Linked DNA regions of Rattus norvegicus: region 2 is linked to region 1. The links are chromatin contacts, called in public Hi-C maps. All regions are on one chromosome and are shown on one strand. Each heading gives the region's core, a stretch centred on a gene start, on an enhancer-like site or on the middle of the called end of the contact. The rest is flanking DNA. Distances are from core to core; before and after follow the strand shown. Region 1 has its middle 310 kb from the start of Gata6. Region 2 has its middle 340 kb from the start of Rbbp8.

The links. A called contact is a pair of places that touch in the nucleus more often than the background predicts.
Region 2: a contact with region 1 is called in a Hi-C map of the A7r5 cell line, with 2.1 times the contacts expected there. The contact joins two enhancer-like sites. A contact is called at or near these places in 2 of 12 Hi-C or Micro-C datasets (the A7r5 cell line and liver).

What each region holds. Positions count from the first base shown.
Region 1 is chr18:2,764,167-2,769,657 of GRCr8, forward strand. No RefSeq gene overlaps it. Among named protein-coding and RNA genes, the nearest start is that of Gata6, 310 kb to the left of the region's middle. Within about 2 kb of position 2,320, at least 22 of the 93 cell types and tissues checked have an H3K27ac peak or open chromatin away from gene starts, as enhancers often do. A contact at or near this core is called in the A7r5 cell line and liver, where this site is marked.
Region 2 is chr18:2,857,627-2,863,095 of GRCr8, forward strand. No RefSeq gene overlaps it. Among named protein-coding and RNA genes, the nearest start is that of Rbbp8, 340 kb to the right of the region's middle. Within about 2 kb of position 3,440, at least 25 of the 93 cell types and tissues checked have an H3K27ac peak or open chromatin away from gene starts, as enhancers often do. A contact at or near this core is called in the A7r5 cell line and liver, where this site is marked.

The DNA of each region.
Region 1 (5,491 bases), core at 1,070-3,569:
TTTGCCTCACAACTCCTTGCTAAAAATAAAAGTCTCTGAAACAAAAGGCTTCTGAGAGGTCAGAGTCAGTAAGAACAGCAAGGTGAGGGGACAACAGGGGACAGGGAGGACAGCTATATCTGGGGCCTCATAGCCCTGCACAAGAGGAAACAAATAAGAAAGCAGGGCCCTACCTGCATCACTGTCCAAGTCCTGGAACAGATGGACATTTCTGTTTCTAGCGAACGGGATGGCCAACTTTGACTTTGACTCATTAAACAACTTTCCAGAACCAAGACCCGAGATCACCCATCTATGGCAGCTCATGACTTCGCTTGGGTTGGGATAATTTGCTGGCTGGGAAACCAGAGGAGATAACTGATGACAAGCTCATGTTAAGTCCCTCTGGCCCAGCCTGTGAATTCAGGCATAGAATGAACTATATGCAAACCATTGCTTCTTTGGTCAAGCTCCTGAAGAGAGAAGCTCACGGGGATTGACATACACACATGTGATGGCCAGGATGGGTTTTGGAAAGTGCACAAAAAGCTGTTAAGATTTCAGTTTGAGATCACAAACCCTCATCAGACGGGAAAAGCAAGGCACCAGGTTATTTCGTATTTAAAGCACAGGGATGGCTGGAAGTCTGTTCTTTTGAATCTGAGTTGTAAAGCACGCACATCAAAACCAGCACGGGCCTCCTCACATGCGTCACCAACGGTACTCCTCCCACATAAATGTCAAACACCAAACGTGCTCTGATTTATTTGGCTTGTTTTTTTGTCTTAAAAAAACAAGTAAACAATAGTTGTAGAATAAGACCATATTCAAACTCTGTAATGAATAAGGGTGTGCTTCACAATGAGAGGAGAGCATGATTGACAGGGGAACAATTTCAAATAATCATACAGGAGAACGTAGTAGAGGGAAGTTTCAGTGGAGATGCGGTGGCTATGGAATCATTGTAAAGGAGGATGCTGCGTGAGTCTGAAAAGGGAAACTTATTCAAGTAGCCACATACAACACATTTAGCCTCTGAATGAGACTCGTAGGCATCCTATACCCAATGCATCCCTCTCGTGGATCATCTAAATTCTCATTCTGAACTTGTTTCTCTTCCAGGGTTTCCTAGTACATTCCCAAGAATGGGAATAGTTTTGACATTTCTGACATAACCTTGGGGGAACCTGAAGACATTAAACCAAGACCTTACGTTTCCCCAGCAGCTGTCAGACGCCTGTCTAAACAGTCTCTCGCTGATCTACATGAATTCCCTTGAATACCACATGCATGTTCTATTTATATGTTTCCTTGTCCCGAACAAGATTTGGCCCCATTGTGTGGGAGCAACATGGAGAAAGAAAAACAAAGTCTATCCACAGAAAGAAAAATGGAGAATGTGGGAGCTTGGAAGAACTTACATACTTTGTTTGGGGTGATGTAAGAGCCTTTGAAACACCTAACACACACATTCAAAAAATGTTGAGGCTTACCAGCTCTGTCAAGTGGATTGTCATTAAAAGGAGAAAAGTAAACACTGGCTGGCCTGTCCCCACCCTTTCCACTTCCCTCACCAGCCCCCGAAGAACCTAGCAAATTAGTACAGACTCCATTTGGGTGGAATTAAGGACATGTCTGTTGAAGGGGGTGGGTATGATGGAGAGGTGGGGGCCCAAGGGAGGAAGATGAGGCTGGGATAAGGCTGGGTGAGCCACCCTGGTGTTTTAAGGAGGCACGGGGAAGCCAGGATGACACTTTATGGATTGGGAGTAATGTTCAGAGAATTTGGCATTTCTGCCACAGGGCGCTGACTGCCCTGCCAGCAGCTTTCTCTCTCCCTGCTGGTAAAGTGCAGGAGAAAAGGGTTAAATAAATGTTTGTGATATGATAAGGTGCTGGTTTACTCAAGGAATGACAGATCATTGGCTCCAAAGGCAGTCCTGACAAATAGTCCACGAGAGCTGGCTCTCCCCTCCAGTGGTGTGATCTCCTCCCAGGATTCCGCTCTTTCTGAGGACTAGCTTGCTCTGGGAATTAGGAAGAAGGATTTCCCTGCAGTTAGAGAGGGACATGTTGGCGCTGAGGGCTGCAGCCTCCAAGGCTGGCTGGGAACTGGGAAGGGCTGGACCTGGGGAAGCTTTTCTGGCCAGGAACAACCCCTCACTGTTGGCCCAGCACACAGTGCCAGTTCTAAACAGCACCCTGGGGTCCTGCTCCCTATCCCAAGGAGGCACTCTCTCCTGCTCCCCACAGAATGAGGAAAGAGTTTACTCCCCAGGAATGATGTCTTCTCCCAGGAAATTCTGCTGCTCTGCTTGCCTGTGATCACAGACTTTGCACATGCAACAACTGTGTGACTCCCTGTCAACACTCATGCCCAGAGCATACATGCCTTCCCCTGAAAACCCTCTCTTAGCCCCATGAACTTTCTTCTCTTAGGCTCTAGTGATTTTATAGCTATGAGAATTCCTTCCAGATCCCCAAACAATGAGATAGTCACAGGCAGCTTATGCCCCTGGCATTGCTGAAAATCAAAGGTACCTGATCTGAACACCCAGAGCCAGTCAGATGCTGAGGCCATGACACCATGCTGGGAACTATGACTGGTTCAGCCCCTACCCTATTTCCTCATCATACTCTGAGTTGGCTCCAGACCACAGAGCCAGCGTTCTGGGCCCAGAGAGCTTTCCTTAGCACAGTTCCCTGTCTCTACTCACCCTTCTGGCATGCGGTGGAGGCTGCTCGAATACTGGCCGAGTAGAAGGGTTCACACAAGATGTTTGGCATAGTTCTCATTTAAAAGAGCTCAGTGCCAAGATCAAACACCAAGGGGGAAAACAGAAAGTGTCAGGATATCACTGCTATTTTCTTCAGGACTCTGGGAACTACTGTGTGGTTTTCACAATAGTCCTGTAGACTTACCAGCCTGGTTCCCAGTTTACAAGACACCAGGCACCAGCTGGAGAGCCCAGTGAGTGAGTGCCCTTCAGACATGGTGACTCAGGTTAGAGCTGACGTTATCAAACCTCCATGTTTAGGCTATTTTTATGATTGTATTCAGTGCTAATAGGGCTCCTTGAGCGGACATAGTCATGTGCTCATGCTTAAGGGCATGAGATAAGACTCTCGTCCCCAAGAGCTTACTGACTGACTTTTGCAAAAACCAGATGGCAGAAAATGGTTTCCCTCTGCCCATCAGCAGTGATTGAGGGGGTGGAGATGAGAAGGGAGCAGTCAATCCATAAGTCTCTCAGAGTGGGACCTCTGCTTTAACGTCATTCCTTGTGATGCTTTACTGCCTCTCTAGCTATGAAAGTTCAAAATAATTCTAATAACAGTTTTATTAAAGGCTAATCAGGTCATGAAGATGTCTCCTACCGTTTACAAACATGAACACTGGACTGCCAGCGGGGACACAAAAAGTGTTGAATGGCCCTATCAGTCATATCTGAATTAAATGCTGTGAGGATGGGTCATAAGGATCTTCTTAAAGATTTACCTTCTGTGCCCAGTGGAGCAGCGGGAACCAGCGTTCTCCACCCACACACCAGTATCAACTAACCTCCAGGAAGCCTTCCTACATGTGAGTCAAGGAACGCCCTAGTCAACCTAAAACTACCTGTTGCTTTCCGACAATGAGTATCAGCTTGCTATGGCAATGTGAGAATGATCCTCTTATCACAGGTGTAACCCCAGGGATGAGTTAAGGAGGTAATTGGGCACTTGTTTTGTCCTCATCTACCTTTTTCAAAGCTGACCCTGAGGCTGAGAAGAATGGAAATAGTAGACATGGGTTGCAATGATGGGCGTGCCAGCAGGAAGCGTCAGGAAGCCACAGTACAGTGTATTATGAGAAGGCTTTCACTGATGGCAGCCAGCAATATGAAGGGCACACCCAGAGCTCTCCTTCCCTAAGAGCAAGGTGCTGGGCACAACTCTGTCAGCTCCTCTTTGGCATTGGTAAGTTACTGCAGCCCCTTCCACCTCAATACTGCCACCCTTGCCCTGTAGGTTCCCTTAGCCAGGACAGGTTCCAAGATGGGTTACATGTGCTTGTGGTGCAGCCACCAAAGTGTGAGCTTGATGGAGGGAACCACGAATGCATAGGAAGGAACCTGGCACAGTCTGCCACAGGTTTCCTTCCTTCTTCCCCCCTCAGTCCTTTCTTCTTTCCTTCCTTATATTGAGAAACCCTTTTGAGAGAAGTTAGTGATGTGTATGAATCTGCCTGCTGAGTGGAATCTTAGGGGATGTATCTTAGGGGAGAAGGGAGGGAGGAAAGGAAGTGGGTAGAGAGAGAGGGAGGGAGAGAAGCAAAGAGCTCAGCTGAGCCTTCATAGCCATACTCCCTCCTCTAGCTGTTTGCTATGCAATCTCATCAATGTACCCAGACTGTCTCCAACCATATGCAAAGGGTTGGTACCCACAACCTTGTACACAAACCAAGAGATTCTCCTGTGTGTTTGCTTGACTCTGCATTCCCATCCCTATGTGTCTGGCAGTGACAGGTTACCTGATTAACCTCCAGGGAATGGATACAAAGACTCACACTTATCTCTTCTTTCTTTCTTTCCTTCTTTCTTTCTTTCTTTCTTTCTTTCTTTCTTTCTTTCTCTTTCTCTTTCTCTCTCTCTCTCTCTCTCTCTCTCTCTCTCTCTCTTTCTTTCTTTCTTTCTTCCTTTCTTTCTTCTTACTTAGTTTTTATCCAGAACCATAAACTTAACTTTATAATTCAGCTAAACTTAGAAGGGAATCCCCTCCCCTTGCATCTATGAAGGTGCTCCCCAACTCAGACACCCACATCCACCTCCCTGCCCTGGCATTCCCCTACACTGGGGCATTGAGCCTTCACAGGACCAAGGACTTCTCCTCCCCTTGATGCCAGACAAAGACATCCTCTGCTACATATGCAGCTGGAGCCATGGGTCCCTTCATGTGTACTCTTTGGTTGGTAGTTTAGTCTTTGGGAGCTCTTGGGGGGTGGTCTGGTTGGTAGATATTGTTGTTCTTCCTATGGTGTTGTAAACCCCTCCAGCTCCTTCAGTCCTTTCCCTAACTCCTCCATTGGGAACCTTATGTTCACTCCAATGGTTGACTGTGAGCTTCTGCCACTGTCTTTGTGGGGCTCTGGTAGAGCCTTTCAGGAGACAGCTATATCAAGCTCCTGTCAGCAGCACTTCTTGGCATCTACAACATTGTCTGTATATGGGATGGATCCCCAGGTAGGGCAGTCTCAGGATGTCCTTTCCATCACTCTCTGCTTCACATTTTGTCTCCGTATTTCCTTTAGAAAGGAGTCATTCTGGTTTAAAAATTTGGAGATGAGTGGTTGGCTCCATCCCCCAAGCAGGGGCCTTGCCTGACCTCTGAATATGGTCTCTACAGGTTCTCCCTCCACTTTGTTGGACATTTCAGCTAATCTCATACCTGTTGGGTCCTGGGAGACTCGTGCTTTCCTGTCGTCTAGGATTTTCTTGTGGCTACTCCCAGTTCCCCATACACCATTGCTACA
Region 2 (5,469 bases), core at 2,190-4,689, 95 kb after region 1:
GAGCAGTCATTAAAGAGCATCAACCACTTGAACCTGGCAGCAAGCTTGGCACTAAGGCGGCTTGCCCTGCAGACCTCGGCTAAACACAGAACCAGGCAGCTAATGACTTGTGATCTATAGGCTCATCTTTCCTCCAATCATATAACAAACCTCCTGGACTCAAAGCCAAAGGAATTTATGGTTTTCCAGAGAAACATGATATTTGCTTTGACAGTTTCACATAGCTTTAACCCGAAAACAGACAGAGAGCTGAAGTTTCTCTTCAGTCGCCTTTCCTGGGATCAAGCCCTTTGATGGGAGGAGATCACTGGGGCTCTCTCCACCCTGGGCTTGGAGGTGTCAGAGGCAGAAACCAGACATCCATATCTAGCTCTTTGGGCCTCTGGGAAAATACCTAGCCATCACTGCCCTCGCCTACAGCCTCATGCTGCCTGTCTGTCTGTCTCTAATGTCAGCACGGTGCTGCCTACCAGCACTCAGTGTGTCTGGGAGGGCACAAGGATGGCAGATAATGCCTACCCAGAGCTCTGGTAGGTCTCATTAGGTTCCTAGCCAGCTAGGAAATGTCCAACTCTACTCCTGCCTGGTACCCAGACACTTAACCACCTTGAGTTAACTTTTCACATTCTAGTCTTCCCCAGAATCGTAGAAGGGGATCTTTATTTTCCTCATTGCTCCAACATGAACACTGTCTTTTTTAAAAAACAAGAAGTTAGATAGTTCTAGTGTCGATGTATTATAATTGAAGTGAAATAAAGTAAGGAAACATAAAATCCCATGGACTGGAACCAGGCAAAATAGGCAATAGTGGATGTTCCTTAGATGCTCTGCAGACACAGACCTGCCAGGGGGAGCTGGCTTTTCCTAATTTGGAGCTCAGAGACCAGGGATCCTCAGAAAGCAGTGCAGTCCAACAAAAGAGTAGGGCCCTGCATGGCAACATGGGAAGGGGTGTGTAACTGTGCATCACAGGCACCTGCTCAGAGTAGACATGGCTTGTAGGATACTCGTGGATATGGTGTGGTCAGCCATGGGAGTGCCTCCATCAGAGAGCAAGAAGCATGAAGGAAACAGAAGAGGCCAGAGAAGAATGTTGAGAGCCAAACAGGATGGGTGAGTTGTGGAGGCTACTGTAAAGGTTAGAGAGACGAGAGAGAGAGAGAGAGAGAGAGAGAGAGAGAGACAGAGAGAGAGAGACAGAGAGACAGAGAGACAGACAGAGAGGGAAGGAGGGAAGGAAAGGGAAGGGGAGGGGAGGAAGGGAGGGGGAGAGAGAGAGAGAGAGAGAAGAAAGGAAGGAAGGGTAAGAAAGCCAACCAAGCAAGCAGGGAATGCACAGAGGACCTCAAAGACTCCATTGGAGAGTTCAAAGTTATTTATATGTTCCAAAAAGTTTTCTTTTCAGAATCAGATCCATGCTTTTGAAAACTGACACTTGCAGAATATTGGAGAGTGGGTTGGAAGAAAGAAGAAAGTGGAAGAAAACTGAGCACTTGCAACATGGGAGGGGTGGCCCGAGGGAGAGTGAGAACCAGGAAGGCTGAGGTTGTACAGCTCTGGCCACATTTAGACAGCAGAATACACAGGGCGAGTTGCTGTGATGGGAACAGGGATGGATCAAGATGAGCCAGGGTCACTGCCAAGTTCTGGTCACCACAACTGAGAGGAATATAGCATCAGCAATGTGAGAACCCAGAAAGAAAGGCACACTTCTGATAAACAGATCAGCTTTAGGTGGATGCATTAAAAATATCTCTGGAAACTTTCAGCCAAGATCTTTACTGGCTACTTAGATATGTAGTTCTGAAAAAACAAAACAAAACAAAACAAAACTGTGTTCTATTCATAAAACTGAGGGTAGCCAGCATATGTCCTGGAAGATGAAGGCAGCCGTAGATGCATTGGACCTGAGTAAGAGAAAAAGGGATCCCAGTGTGCCCAAGCTCTGGAGGAAGACAGATTGTCACAGTGGGTCAAGAGTGGACAGAGCACATCAATGAAGTATGGAAATAGTCCTTAATTGAATTAATTAGAGTAGCTTTCATTAGTGGGCAAACATGCCCTGTGGTGAATATCATATGCATGTTAGCTAACTTTTGGCTACTATAGAAAATAGCAGAAATATGCGGTTCTGAGAGAGAAGGGCTTACTGTGCACAGCTCGTGGTTTGTGAAGTTAACTCGCTCCATTAGGCTCTGTTCTTGGGCTTTTGATGAGGCCCAGCACCATTGTGGGAAGTGAAGAGGAGTGTACCAACATCCTTTGCAAGGGCACAACCCCCCAAGTAACCTAACTTCCCAATGTTCCCTAATAATGCCATCAATTGGGGACTAAGGTTTCAACACATGGCCCTTTGAAGGATATTCAAGATCCAAACTGCAGCAGTCATAGTACCATACGTTATTCAATCCTACATAAGGTAAATAACAGTAACACTCAGTTCACAATTAAAAAAAAAGAAAGCTGCAACTTGGACAGATTCTATGACCCTCTGCGGTATCCATGTGGAAGCCTCCTATAGCCGGTAGATATTAAGAACATGAAATGTGCAATCAAGGGACTTATTTTAATATTAACTCAATTTTACATCGTATTAATTCAAATTTAATAACACAGGATTGTGCCCTTGGAAAACATTTTAGAATGTTTAGAATTAACTAAATACAGATTCATTATTTCCAATGGGAAAAAAAATGGTTCTGCAAGTGATAAAATACTGGGTTTGAAGACAGAGAGAAAAGAATGTGAAATATTTCATTAATAATTGCTCACATCAATTGCATGTTGAAATGATATTTTGGATATATCAGGTTAAGCAAAATTATTAAAATTAATTTTACCCGTGTTTCCTCTCTTCACTTTTCTTACAAAACTACAAGAAAAAGAATTCAGTTCCGTGAGTGGTTGTCACAGGTTTCCCCAGCGTCAGCCTGAGCAGCCTTTTCTGGAGAACTCGCCAGGCACAGTCAGCACGTGCTGGTTTGCGCCATTCCTGGGGTGGACTGACCCTCTCCGGTGCCCAGGACCAGCGGGTTTTCCTGTTTGCCTTTTTGAACTCTGTTTTCTCTGCGCCTTGGAGAGCCAGGGGCTGTGATGTCACTGTATAAACAGAGGGAAGGGTGGGGGCAAAAGCGATGCAGACGAGGGTGGAGGAGGCCGGACTGGAGGATGGGGGTGGGGAGGGAGATGGTAAAAGGTGGCTCAGTCTAGAGTGCAGGAATGGCTGGGGACTTTGTCCTCCGTGATTAAGAAGCAGAGAGGTATCCTGGTCCATAAACTAGGGGGCGGGGAGGAGGGGCTCAGAAAAACACGGGTCGCCTAGAGCTAATTCCCCTGATTAAAAATGCATTAGTTTGGAGGTGTCAGGGACACGCAGCTGTTTTCAAGGCAAGCCTGGCTCCAAGAGGTCCTCCCCGGCCAGGCCGCCTGGCGGCTCCATCCCGGGCTGGATGTCAGGGAGCGCAGCCTGCCGACGCTTGTCCTCTCACTGACAGGGCCCTGGCCAATGTCCTGCTGCTGAGGGTCGTGGTAATTTACATCCTCTCTGTGTACATTAACTTATCTGCAGCCGCGCTGGCTGCGCCGTTTCAGTCAGCCTGTCTCCTGTGCAGCCTGGGAGACTTCCCGCGACCCACCGACAGTCAGGGGGTGCAGGGGGAGCTGGCCCGCGAGCTCCCCAGCCCTGGGAACAGAAACCCACGCCTGCTTCTGACCTGGTCCCCACGCAGGCCTGGCCTGGGGGAACAGGAAGGGACAGCTCGGGCAGGGCAGAAGCAGGAGGCTAATTCATGACTCATGACTCATGGGCAGACTCCTCTTCAGTGACAGCCGGGACAGTTCCTGGTTATTTGTAGCCCCCCACCCCACCCCACCCCCGCTTTCTTTTCGCTGTAATTAAGCAGTCATTTGAGGGTCATTTCATACCGGTTGTAGGCTCCCCATTTTAATTATGCTCTAACTTTCAATGGGGGCAACAAGGGAGTGGAGAGGGAGGCATGGAGGCCAAGAGGGTAATCGTCTCTGAGAACGCGTGCACTTTTCATAACTCTTTCTGCATGACAGGCCCAGGGTGCAGGCTTGGCAGCCTGATGCTCTGTTTCAGCACAGGCCAAAGCCCTCTTCCCTGACACCAGTGGTCTTCCCTAAGAAGAGATCTGGCCCTGTTTGGAGGCAGATGTTGGATTTTCTCCTTTCCCCTCTGGCACCACACTAATCATTCTCTTTAATCACTGGGGCTTTTTAATGAGGCCAAGTAGGTATTTATGGAGCCGTCTACTCTTTAAATGTGGACGTTTGATAAGTCATTTATAACTTATCGCGGGTCAAGCCAGAAGAAAGGAAGTGAGAATAAAATAGAGTCCGGAGCCCGCTAGGAAAACTCCGCATATCTTTACGTGCTAGACGGTACCAAGCCCTTGTGACAAATGTTCAATCTGTCAGCTGTGAGCCGCAGGAATGTCCAGGGTCTGTCCCGATTGGGTGAAAATTCCCTAGCTGGCATTCTGAGTTCCCTCTCCTGTTTTCTCCCTTGGCTCTTTTTTATGAGTTCTTTGGACATCATCGTGAACTGCCGTTCTCTGGCGGATTCACACAAAGTTCCTTAAAGAACACTGGTGGGACACAGATGTAAAATAAAGGTCTGGGAGGGAGTTAAACTGGAAAGTAAGAAAAGTCGTTGCAGAGTAAGTATCCTGTGCTCACATTTTACCTGATGTCATTGTTAAAGCTGGGGTTTCTCGCAGCAGCAGCAGAGAATGTATTGACTTTGCTATCTCCTCGATGTTCTGTTGATAAATACATCCCACCTTTGTGTCTGGGGGCCGGGGGGAGGGAGCCAGCATATAGCACATCTAAGAGAACTTGCAGAGGAGCAGACCAGCTCTGCCAAGTTCAAGTGTGAGTTACACTCACGGGGGTCATCATCCTCTTACTGCACCACTAGGCTTCCAACATATCTATTTTCATTATTAATAATAATGCAGCTAGTAACAGTAATTGCTAAGCAAGATTTGACTTATCTGTTTCATGCAAGGTACTGGGTATGTTTGTTCTTACAAAGCTCAAGTCCCCTCGGCTCTCAAAGCCTTGCTCCTTCATGAACACACAGATAGGAAGCACAGCCACAGAGAAGAGTGTCAGCAGACAGGATACCTAATCAGCCAGGCTTACGAAGAAGAAAAAAGCACCTACCGGCTTCTCTGATAAAACTAAATGAAATACAGGATGCTGTATACAAACCTCACTCAAACAATACACTAATCTCCTGTATAATCGTGGCCGTGCAGCAGCTATGGAGTGTATATTCTGCAGTCACGAGTAAGTATGACACGGGAACCAGGAAGAGTTTTAGAGGCCGTTATCGGGAGCTTGTATCTCTATGTAACCATGGCATAGTATTCAATGTATTCTCTAAATGCACACAAGTGTAAGTATGTGTCCCCCGAAGTATGAATTTGAAAGGATTTCATT